Linked DNA regions of Hordeum vulgare: region 2 is linked to region 1. A link is a contact called in public Hi-C data. All regions are on one chromosome and are shown on one strand. Each heading gives the region's core, a stretch centred on a gene start, on an enhancer-like site or on the middle of the called end of the contact. The rest is flanking DNA. Distances are from core to core; before and after follow the strand shown.

Evidence for each region. Hi-C and Micro-C count contacts between places; a contact is called where the count stands out from the background.
Region 2: a Hi-C map of leaf shows a contact between it and region 1, with 2.6 times the contacts expected there. The contact joins the promoter of LOC123449482 here to the promoter of LOC123446986 in region 1. A contact is called at or near these places in 2 of 6 Hi-C or Micro-C datasets (both in leaf).

What each region holds. Positions count from the first base shown.
Region 1 is chr4H:555,120,281-555,126,470 of MorexV3_pseudomolecules_assembly, reverse strand. It overlaps LOC123446986 (mavicyanin-like), which reads right to left and starts at 2,692. Exons shown (of 1, transcript XM_045123536.1): 1 at 1,844-2,692. The coding sequence starts at 2,604. The coding sequence ends at 2,074.
Region 2 is chr4H:555,524,449-555,530,638 of MorexV3_pseudomolecules_assembly, reverse strand. LOC123449482 (ABC transporter G family member 22-like) reads left to right here and starts at 2,258. Exons shown (of 9, transcript XM_045126722.1): 1 at 2,258-2,869; 2 at 2,998-3,215; 3 at 4,663-4,818; 4 at 4,902-5,085; 5 at 5,159-5,479; 6 at 5,567-5,854; 7 at 5,976-6,190. The coding sequence starts at 2,378.

The DNA.
Region 1 (6,190 bases), core at 1,443-3,942:
TCGGCTACCTTGCCATGGGACGTCGACGCTGATGTTCTCGATCTACATGTGTGATTGTTTCATGGAACAGCTAGCTAGTACTGAAGATTGTGGAGATGAGGGAGGGACAGTCCGCTGAATTCCTGGCAACTTGCTCTGCATTTTTGCTAGATCGATTGATTGATTGATGTTCTAGTCCCTGTAATCAACCTCGCTTGAGTAGGTATTGCATGATACTGCTACACTTTGTTCATTTTCACTGCACGCATAATTGCATATAGTACTTTTGCTGATATTTACATATAAGTAGTTAGAGTAATGGACTGTATTTTTTGTCATACTCCCTCCGTTCCTAAATACAAGTCTTTTAAGAAATTTCACTAGCCGTCTACATACAAAGCAAAATGAATGAATATACATACTAAAGTATGTCTATATACATCCGTATGTAGTTTATCAGTGAAATCTCTAGAAAGACTTATATTTAGGAACGGAGGGAGTACATGTTTCAAGGTTGCGTGAAAATATAATCTAATTCAAGTGTGCAATTTATCTTTCTCGACTCAGATTTACACTGTTTGAATTTGTTTTGCTGCTTAAATCTTCTGTAAAAAAATGTCCAAGCGTTATCTTATCGAAGTAGACTGAACAACAAGACTGTCGAAGCTTTGATGTGCCTCCAAGATTAGTATAGATATGATGTTTAATGTGACATTGTTCAGGAAGACCACTACTATTAACTGAGGTATGTGTACACTACGAATTTACTTTCAAGTTTCTTGTCTAGACTCTAGAATATATTTACCAAACTTGAATTTTCTTTCTATGCTTCTAAGCAAGTACATGAAAACTGAAAAAGATAAAGATTGAGTCTATTTGTTCTGCTTGGCTGCACTATTTGAGTCTTTGAGAGCAGTTAATTTAGTTTCACTGCCCAGCAAAGTGTTATTATGATATATTAATTCCTATGAACTGTAGTTTAATTGTGTGAACCATGCCAACTTTTACAGATGTAGACTCAGGTTGAGGCATACATGGTAGGATGGAAGAGTTGCTGAGGTGGTAGATGGAAGCATACATTTCATCTGCGAAGAAAAATGCTTGATTCATGGTGCAAGTTGCTGTTGCTTTGTGGATTTTGCTCTTTCTTGTACTATGAAAGTATGGATTTTATCCTTTAGTTTAATTATTATCTGAGAGAGTGTAAGCTGTAGATAAATATTTAATATGAAGAGAGATTCGGAGTATTTTTCTCTGAGAAAGTCTATATTGTTGCAGTATATGGACATTATTTTTATCTTAGAAAGTCTATTTTTTCTGAAGAGAGTTTTAGAGTATTTTTATCTGAAAAAGTATGAATGTTGCAGTATATAAACAGTATATGGACGCTATAAGTCCCGCATAAAAATTAACTGGGCTATCACTTAATCCCACGTAAAAAGTGATGGCCAATATGGACAAGTCCCACGCACTTACATCCTAACTACATGAGGTCCAAGTGTTAAGGCTGAGGACACAAAGGGGCATGGGTGCTTGCCGTTGACCCTATGAACAAAAGGCAGGAAGCGCTCGCGCAGTTTTCTGCCGGAAGGATGTTCTACTTCCATCCAACTTACCTCCCGTGCACCTTCTCCAAGTTTGTTGGCATGACTAGTATTTCCACAACTAAGTTGATTTAACATGTATTATCTATGCACTAATATTTTCACAAAAAATCTGATCTTATTGCTTCTTCTGTCCATATCTCAAGTGTCAATGTTAAAAGAAGTCCGGGAGGCGGCTTCTCCTCGCTTTCCAACGCGTGCCTATTATTTCATGACGTTGATTGATGTATATATATAACACTAAACGGTGTTGCTATTGCTAGGCATGTAATGGTGCACCTTTATTAACTTAACCTCCAAAACAAATACGAAAATGAAATGCCTAAAGACTAGTAGATTACATACAAACATGAGAGATACAAAGGAGTAGTTCTTACATCTTCGCTCTAAACAAGAATACATGTATATATTCGCCAGTAATAACTAGTCAAACAGTAAGCTCATACTCCTATGTGCGTTCGGCATGCAGCCGAAATATGCATTATAATTTCTAAGCCATGAGACCGGCCGACAGTAGGGCGACGAGGCCAAATCCTGCTGTGGCCCCGACGGAGGATGCGGTAGAGGAGGGTGGTGGCGGGTTGCTCGCGTCGGGACCCGCTGCAGGCATGGGTGACGATGGCGAGGAGGAAGCCGGCACCACTTCGATGACGACCTTCATGCTGGCGGCGCTGGTGGGGCTGCAGTGGTTAGGGACGCCGCAGATGAAGTACCGGGTGCCGGTGGTGTTGAGGGTGATGACGTCATTGCCGGAGGTTAAGGTGTTGATGGCGTTGGCGGCGCTGCAGGAGTCGTAGCCGGCCTTGCTGACCTCGACCACGTCGTGCGTCGGGGTCGAGTACTTGAAGACGATTTCATCATTTGGATGGAACTTCTTGTTGGACACCCATTTGCTGTAGTCGGTGCCGAGGGCCCACGAACTGCCGGGCTCGCCGACGCCGTAGGTCGCCGCCGACGCGGTGCCTAGTAAGAGTGCAGAGATCGCAGCCACGGCAAGGAGGGCGATCTTCATGGCAGCCATTGATTGCGGTTGGAACTGGAAGGAGGAATGCAAAGCAGAGGAGGTAGAAGGCTGATGCTTAGCGGGGGTTGAGTTGCTGCTGTGTTTGTGCTGCCGTGCGCTTTATATATAATCATGCGCCTAGCGAGATGGGTTGGTGGAATGGCATTTGGATATTGGATTTTGGGGTTGAATAGTCATACGCGTTTGAACAAAAGCCACTACTAGCACGTACTTGGTCATACACGGCCGGGCTTGGGTTGGTGGCCTGCTGAGCGCTGACCTTTTCACAGTTTGTTCTGCCTCATGCTGAAGCACCTTTGACTTTCTAGCTCGTGTAGCTGCGCAATGGAATGCCGCTCATACTTTCGTCCACCGGCTGGATCTTCAGTTATTATTTTTCCTTTTTTTTTTCTTTCTTATTTCTCCTGGTCCTCGGACCCTCATCACCTTATGTTTTCCCGCTGCTTTCTGCTAATGCAAATGAAATAGCCAGCACATGCTGGTCCTTTTGAAAAAAACCTGGATCTCCTAGTTCGGGGCGAAGGTTTCGTCCTTGGAAGACAAATGTATTATCTCCTGCGTAGGAAATTTAGGAGGGGGTTTGCAGATAAGGGCATCTTCAACGTCGCCCCAAAAAATTTCTTCTACAACCGTATACAGACGGGAGGGCCAAACCGCGGATATGGATGCAGGATCCGGCTATCTAACGTTGCCCGTATGCTTTCGGCTTCCCAAACTTTTTAAAAATTTGCACGTTCAAATACTCGTATACATAGAGTATACACGTTTAAATAGCCGCATGCAACAATATTTCATATTTTAAAAAGTTTAAATATTACAATCCAACATTGTTGTCCCTTTTAACCCCTCACAGATGTTCAATCAATGATGGGGAACGTCGCATGGGAAACAAAAAATTTCCTACGCGCACGAAGACCTATCATGGTGATGTCCATCTACAAGAGGAGATTTGGATCTACATACCCTTGTAGATCGCACAGCAGGAAGCGTTAAGAAACGCGGTTGATGTAGTGAAACGTCCTCACGTCCCTCGATCCGCCCCGTAAACCGTCCCACGAAACGTCCCGCGATCCGTCCCACGATCCGCTCCCATCTAGTGCCGAACGGACGGCACCTCCGCGTTCAGCACACGTACAGCTCGACGATGATCTCGGCCTTCTTGATCAAGCAAACAAGACGGAGAAGTAGATGAGTTCTCCGGCAGCGTGACGGCGCTCCGGTGGTGGTGAAGGATCTACTCCTGCAGGGCTCCGCCCGAGCTCCGCAGAAATACGATCTAGAGGAAAAACCGTGATGTTTTGTGGTCGGGCTGCCGTGACAAAGTTGTCTCAAATCAGCCCTAGACCTTCACACTATATAGGAGGAGGGGTGGGGAGGCTTGCCTTGGGGTCCAAGACCCGAAGGGTCCGCCGGTCAAGGAGGTGGAGGAGTCCACCTCCAATCCTAGTCCAACTAGGATTGGAAGGTGGAGTCCTTTCCTTCCTTCCCACCTCTTTTTTTTCTTTTTCTTTTCTCTTTGATTTTCTATCTCCTGCGCATAGGGCCCTTTCAGGCTGTCCCACCAGCCCACTAAGGGCTGGTGCGGCATCCCTAAGGCCTATGGGCTTCCCCGGGTGGGCTGCCCCCCCCCCCCCGGTGAACATCCGGAACCCATTCTTCACTCCCGGTACATTCCCGGTAATGCCCGAAAACTTTCCGGTAATCAAATGAGGTCATCCTATATATCAATCTTCGTCTCCGGACCATTCCGGAAACCCTCGTGACGTCGTGACCTCATCCAGGACTCCGAACAACATTCGGTAACCACACATATAACTCAACTATACTAAAACATCGCCGAACCTTAAGTGTGCAGACCCTGCGGGTTCGAGAACTATGCAGACATGCCCCATGGTACTCCTCGGTCAATATCCAATAGCGGGACCTGGATGCCCATATTGGATCCTACATATTCTCTGAATAACTCATCGGTTGAACCTCAGTGTCAAGGATTCAGGCAATCCCGTATGTCATTCCCTTTGTCCTTCGGTATGTTACTTACCCGAGATTCGATCGTCGGTATCCGCATACCTATTTCAATCTCGTTACCGGCAAGTCTCTTTTCTCGCTCCGCAATACAAGATCCCGTGACTTACACTTAGTCACATTGCTTGCAAGGCTTGTGTGTGATGTTGTATTACCGAGTGGGCCCCGAGATACCTTTCCGTCACACGGAGTGACAAATTCCAGTCTTGATCCATACTAACCGAACGGACACCTTTGGAGATACCTGTAGAGCACCTTTATAGTCACCCAGTTACGTTGTGACGTTTTATACACACAAGGCATTCCTCCCGTGTCAGTGAGTTATATGATCTCATGGTCATAGGAACTAATACTTGACACGCAGAAAACTATATCAATAAAATGACACGATCAATATGCTACGTTCATAGTTTGGGTCTTGTCCATCACATGATTCTCCTAATGATGTGATCCCGTTATCAAGTGACAACACTTGCCTTTGATCTACGAACTAGTCAACTAGAGGCTTGCTAGGGACAGTGTGTTCTCTATGTATCCACACATGTATTTGAGTTTCCAATCAATACAATTCTAGCATGGATAATAAACGATTATTATGAACAAGGAAATATAATAATAACAAATTTATTTTTGCCTCTAGGGCATATTTCCAACAGTCTCCCACTTGCACTAGAGTCAATAATCTAGTTCACATCACCATGTGATTTCAACGAAACCAACACCCATATAGTTCTGGGGTCTGATCTCGTCTTGCTCGTGAGAGATGTTTTAGTCAACGGTTCTGAAACTTTCAGATCCGTGTGTGCTTTACAAATCTTTATGTCATCTAACAGATGCTGCTACTACGTGCTATTCGGAAATATTCCAAATATCTACTCTACTATAGGAATCCGTTTTACTACTCATAGTCATTCGGATTAGTGTCAAAGCTTGCATCGACGTAATCCTTCACGACGAACTCTTTAACCACCTCCATAATCGAGAAAAATTCCTTAGTCCATTAGTTACTAAGGATAACTTTGACCATTGTCAGTGATTCAATCCTGGATCACTCTCTGTACCACTTAACAGACTTGTGGCAAGGCACACATCAGGTGCGGCACACAACATGGCATACTGTAGAGTCTACGGCTAAGGCATAGGGGACGACCTTCGTCCTTTCTCTTTCTTCTACCGTGGTTGGGATTTTGAGTCTTACTCATATTCACACCTTACAACAGAGCCAAGAACTCCTTCTTTGCTGATCTATTTTGAACTCCTTCAAAAACTTGTCAAGGCATGCATTTGATTTGAAAGTTCTGTTTAGCATTTTGATCTATCTCCATAGATCTTGATGCTCAATGTTCAAGTATCTCTATCCAGGTCTTCCTTTGAAAAACCCCTTTCAAACAACCTTTATGCTTTACAGAAATTCTACATTACTTCCGATCAACAATATGTCAGCCACATATACTTTATCAGAAATACTATAGTGCTCCCACTCACTTCTTTGGAAATACAAGCTTCTCATAAACCTTGCACAAACCCAAAAGCTTTGATCATCTCATCAAGGTGTATA
Region 2 (6,190 bases), core at 1,009-3,508, 400 kb before region 1:
AACAATTTTCTTCACATATTCTTGTGATGGCGGCTTCCTTATGTTGGGGATTGTTGCTTACCAAGAATTATGTGGTTTTTAGTAATAAATGTGTTTCTTCTCCTGTGCAAGTTATTCACGCCTGTACACAATGAATTCATACTTGGTCTATCCTGCAAATGCCGGAGGATAGAGACCTTTCTATGATGGCGTTTACACGGCTGGAGCGTACGGACAGGGAGGTTTTCTCCATGGGTGGCGGTGTAATCTTCGGATAGGATATATCCCACCATAGGCTCGATTGATTTTATTTTATTTTTTCTGCAAAACAATGTTTATTTTTCGGTCATTTAGACTTGTTGGTTGTGTGCATCATATTATGCAAAGGCCGAACATTCTTTTAATATAGTTGTATCACCTTGATAACAATGAAATGTCATTTATCAAAGAAAAAATAACAGTTTTGAGTTTAACACAGTTATAGAGTTGATAGTTGAAATTCACACGAACAATTGAGTTTCGTGTATGATTATTTTGGAGAGCACAAAGGCGCGTACGTACATCTACCTACTTCCAACATAACTTTGTGTGTGCTCCTCCTCTCCATGACCAATAGTCCAATACCTTCGTTGTGAAGATGAAATCCAAGGCCTCAGTCTAGCCGCTGCTAGGATGCGACAGTGCATTGGTAATCCAAAGTCTCGTCAGTACGTAACAGGAATGCGAATGAGCGATCGAGGAAACTTTTTTTTAATACTTAAGATTTTACGAAGTCATCATAAATGCTTCGTCATCGACAAAAACGTCTTCTCTTACTGAAAAATAGGGCTCCTTTGATACAAAGGAATTTCATTGGATTTTTAAAGGATTTGGATCTTTAGGATTTTTTCCTACGATGGTCGTTTGATTCGTAGGATTGAAATCCTTTGGAATTTTTTCATAAGATTCGTTTGTACTACATTTTGGAGGAAAATTTCCATCCACTCAAACCTCTTTGTAGAATTCTTTTGTTTTTCCTGTGCTATCAAACACACTTTCAAATCCTGTAGTGTAGAAAAGGACATGTCACTTTATTCCTACGTTTTTCATATTCCTGTATTTTGAAAATCCTACGAATCAAAGAGGCCCTTATCGTTGAAAAATTTAAAATAAATTTAAAAATAATACAAACACCAGGACTTGAATCCTGATAAGCTGGTGATACCACTTTCCCTTCGCCGTCCAACCAGGTTTGCCGACCGAGGAAACTCAGCCCCGATCGATGGAAACACGGTCGGTCCACCATTGTATGTACGAGTAGCCCACGTGATCGATGGCCGATTAATTGCGCTGTACGTGTGATGATTATGGGAAGCAGAAAACCAGGGGCATTCGTACTGTACGTGAGTGTGATGATGAAGTACTTGGACTCCGACTGGGGTCAGCCGTGCAACCGTTGGCTGTTCCATGCAAAAAAGAAATGCTTGATTTGTCGAGCCGTGCGTGAGGTCACCGGGCACGTCACGCGTGCGTGCGTGCATGCATGCGTCCACGTCGTTAACAAACAAATTACCTCCAAACGAGCCGATCCATCCATGAAAAAGCAGCAGGCACACGCGCACGAGCACGGGCACGATGATCGGCGCCGATCGATTAAATCCTAAATTTGATATTGATGCTTGTATTTTTCTGGATTTATTTCAAGTCTTTCAGTATTGTACGATTTCAGTGTGAGGAGACATTTCTGTCGAATACGAAGATGTATGTGACGACTTTGTTAATCTTAGAATGATGTGTCGACCCAGTTTCTCGATGACGATGATGTACTCTCCTCAAAAGAAAATTACCTCCAAACGAGCCGATCCATCCATGAAAAAGCAGCAGGCAGGCACGCGCACGAGCACGGGCACGAGGATAGGCTCCGATAGATTACTAGCCAGACGGATTGGCTTGGGCGCTGGCGGCGAAGGCGACGGGCCCGTCGCATCGCGCGGCGCCGCTGGTACGCGCGGCGCCTCCAGCCGGGCCGCCGGGTGCCCTGGGAGATACGGCGTCGTGAGGGGGGACATGTGCGGAGGGTGGCAGCCCGGGCGCGCCCAGCCACACCCCCACTTTCCAGCGCCATCAATGCGCGGCCGCTGCGCTGGCGCGCCTCCGCCCCTCCGTTGCCTCCGCCCGCTCCCGCACGTCGCCCTCCCCGCCACCGTCCACGTCGTCCCGCCCACCATGCAGCTCACCTCAGCTGCTCGTCCATTCCTCCCCGCCTCCCCGGCCGTATGTATATATCGCCTCCCACGGCTCGTGTAAAAGCTACAGTTGCACCTACCTGTCTGTCTCTCAAGCGTAAAAGCTAGCTCCTACAGCTAGCTAGCCGTAGTACGAGCTGGCGGTGGAGGTAGGCCGGGCGAAGGACTCGATCATGGAGCGGCCGACGGCGGACGGCAACGGCGGCGCGATCGGGCGGAGCAAGTCGGACCAGCTGCCGCCGGCGCCGGCGTCGGCGTCCACGGCGCAGTCGCTCAGCCGGACGGCGTCGGCGGAGACGGTCCTCAGCAGCACCGCCGACGCGGCCAGCCTGTCGCGCAAGTCCAGCTTCGGGAAGCGGTCCGCGTCGGGCGGCAGCGGCGCCGGCGGGAACAGCCACGGCCGCAGCCACATCCGCAAGTCCCGGAGCGCGCAGCTGAAGCTGGACATGGAGGACCTCGTCAGCAGCGGCGCCGCGCTCAGCCGCGCCTCCAGCGCCAGCCTCGGCTTCTCCTTCACCTTCACCGGCTTCACCCCGCCGCCCCAGGACATGATGTCCTCCGCCGAGCTCGCGCCCTTCAGCGACGACGACGTCGACCTCGAGGCCGCCGACACCACGCGCCGCAAGAGCCTCATGGCAGAGCCCACCCTGCCCATATACCTCAAGGTACGTACGTGCTCTACTCCACTTCCTAGTTACTACGTACTACCAAAGCAGAGAAAAAAGCAACTGTCTCCTAAACTAAACCGAGTGCGCCGGCCGGGGCGGCCATTGCCATGCATCCATGCATGCAGTTTTCGGAGGTGAAGTACAGGGTGGCGGTGAAGGGGACGCCGAGGGAGATACTGAGCGGGATATCGGGGTCGGCGAGCCCCGGCGAGGTGCTGGCGATGATGGGGCCCTCCGGCAGCGGCAAGACCACGCTGCTCAGCATGCTCGGCGGCCGGGCCACCGCCGCCGACGGCTGCATCTCCTACAACGACGAGCCGTTCGGCAAGTCCCTCAAGCGCAGGTAACTTCACATACCAGCCAGCTCCATACCCAGTTAGTTATTGTTAACCCTAGCAAAGGTAGCCGCTAGCCATAGCTAGAGTAGGGCAAGCATGCTTAGTTTACCGCTCATTAATTAGGCCCTGCAACGGATAATCCCTCAATAATCAAATCGTGTCGCGTGGCCTAACACGATGGATGCATGGGAGGTGCATGCACGAGGTACGTACGTGTAGCCCATGCCACAGGTACGTCACGTACGTACGTGTAGCCCATGCATGGCCGTCGCCTGTCAGAAGTGTCCATCGGCTAATAAAGGAGGGCTTAATTAGCTAGGCACGACTCACGGTTATCCTGCTAATCTGTCCTCGTCGATCTCGTGGCTCTTGTTTCTGCCCTTGCTTGCCGGCAAGATAAAAGGTGGCCTCCAGCGCCAGCTGCCTCGTCTAATTAAGTGAAGGCTCCTTTTTTTTCTTTTGTGATAGAGGCTGGAAGTAGCTTGACTTGTCAGTCTATCATTGCAATGTTTTTCCAAGTAGTTAGATTGTCACTCGCTACGTGATGTCTTTGTCTTGTGCCTGTGCCTGTCTGTCTGACTAGAGTGAGAGTCTTCTTCTTTTTCTTGAAAATGAGTGACGTGTTTTTCTTTTTTTTCTCGCTAGCTTATTTTTGGTGCACCTTTTTGTTTATTTGGGAAAATAGTGAGCATCTTTTTTTAGAACACGGTAAATAGTGAGTGGCGATCTCGTTTTTGTTTCTCAATAAGTTTTTTCTTTTAGTTTTTTTTTGGAATAAGTGGCGAGCTGTGGCTGGGGCTTGGCAAGTAAGGGTCTGGGCCCCTGTGGCTGGGCCTTCTTTGGGCCAGGTGACGTGCGAGCGAGAGTGCAACAGCAACACCAACGCCGTCTTTGCCTAAAAAAAAAAAACAACGGCGTCTGGCCTGTTCTGAGAGCCGGCGAGTCTTCTCAAACTCCGGCGACTCTAGGCTTCTCTCCGGCATCACGACACTCGCCGTCGCCTTCCCCTAGAGTCCCGATCCTTCGTCTCCTCGTGTTCCCTTCACTGGCGTGTCATGACCACCACTAGCCGGGTCCTCTCTCATCCACCCATCACCACAAATGTCAAGACGACCGACGAGGATCTCTTGGGCGTCCCCTCGTCATGGTTTAACCGGTGGCTTCATTTGATCGCAGAAGTGAGTTAGAGCTAGTAACTGCTTCTTGGCCAAGCAGCGCGGCAAACCCACCTGCATGTAACCTGTTCGGCAGAATTCCTAACCCAGTTCAGCTCTGCATAGTCCTCCTGGTTTCTGGTTGTCCACCGAAACCAATTGTAGTCAGGTGCATGGACTGTTTGTTGGAGGATTAGGATTAGGATTAGTGAGGCTGGAAGTAGGCTTGGATGTCTCTCGAGTTGTGATGCCATTGCTATTCTGACATATAATAACTGGATTTTTACTTGGATTGCAGGATTGGATTTGTGACTCAAGATGATGTTCTCTTTACCCATCTTACTGTTAAGGAGACACTAACATACGCAGCATTACTTCGTCTCCCAAGAACAATGACAAGGGAGCAAAAGAAAGAACGGGCAATGGACATCATATATGAACTAGGCCTCGAGAGGTATATACTTTCGCTGGTTTATATGCATATCGCTCTTCTCTTCTCACAAGGTAGCTTGGTTAATCGTGTGAGCGTGTTTGAAGGTGCCAGGACACTATGATTGGAGGATCTTTTGTGCGTGGGGTTTCAGGGGGTGAAAGGAAAAGAGTTTGCATAGGAAATGAGATTATAATCAATCCATCTTTGCTTTTCCTTGACGAGCCGACATCTGGTTTGGATTCAACTACAGCACTTAGGATAGTTCAACTTCTACATGATATTGCTGAGGTAACATGAAAGTAGTTACACATTAGCTGTCCCAGCAGTTGGGTTGAACTTTAATTATGTTTACTCGATGCAGACTGGGAAGACAGTGGTCACCACGATCCATCAACCATCCAGCAGGCTGTTTCACAAGTTTGACAAGCTTATCCTCCTGGGCAGAGGAAGTTTGCTCTACTTTGGGAAGACAGCTGAAGCCATGCCCTACTTTTCATCCATTGGATGCAATCCGCTCATAGCAATGAACCCAGCAGAGTTTCTACTGGATCTTGCTAATGGCAACACTAATGATGTTTCTGTTCCTTCCGAATTAGATGACAAACTGCACATGGAAAATCAGAATCTGCAGGATACTAATTCCAAGATTAACTTAAGGCCATCAGCACAAGATGTTCATGAGGTGAAGACATTAAAGCAATGCGCTTGTGTTTTGAGTAGACAAATTGTTTTAGTCCTGTACGAATAATTTGTATGTGATTTCATGCAGTACCTTGTTGACGCTTATGAGCATCGAGTGGCATATAAGGAGAAGAAGAAACTTCTAGCACCACTACCGATCAGTGATGATATGAAGGCAACAATAACATCTTCGAAACGAGAGTGGGGCACAAACTGGTGCCAGCAATATTCCATCCTCTTCTGTAGGGGTCTCAAGGAAAGACGGCATGATTATTTGAGCTGGATGAGAATCACCCAGGTCATAGCTACATCAATTATCTTAGGTTTGCTCTGGTGGCGCTCTGATCCCACCACACCAAAAGGTCTACAAGATCAGGTATATGCACACAAATAATTACTTGATACATGTAATTTATAATTAAATTGGTCAATTTAATACTTCTACAAGTAATTAAGGATATGTACCATCATAAGACACTGCCGTCTTGTCTATGCAGGCAGGCTTACTGTTTTTCATAGCTGTGTTTTGGGGTTTCTTTCCTGTGTTTACTGCCATCTTCACATTCCCTCAAGAGAGGGCAATGTTGAACAAGGAGCGTGCAGTTGACATGTACAAGCTCAGTGCATACTTCCTGGCCAGAACGACAAGTGATCTGCCACTAGACCTTTTCCTCCCAGTCATATTTATGGTGATTGTCTACTTCATGGCAGG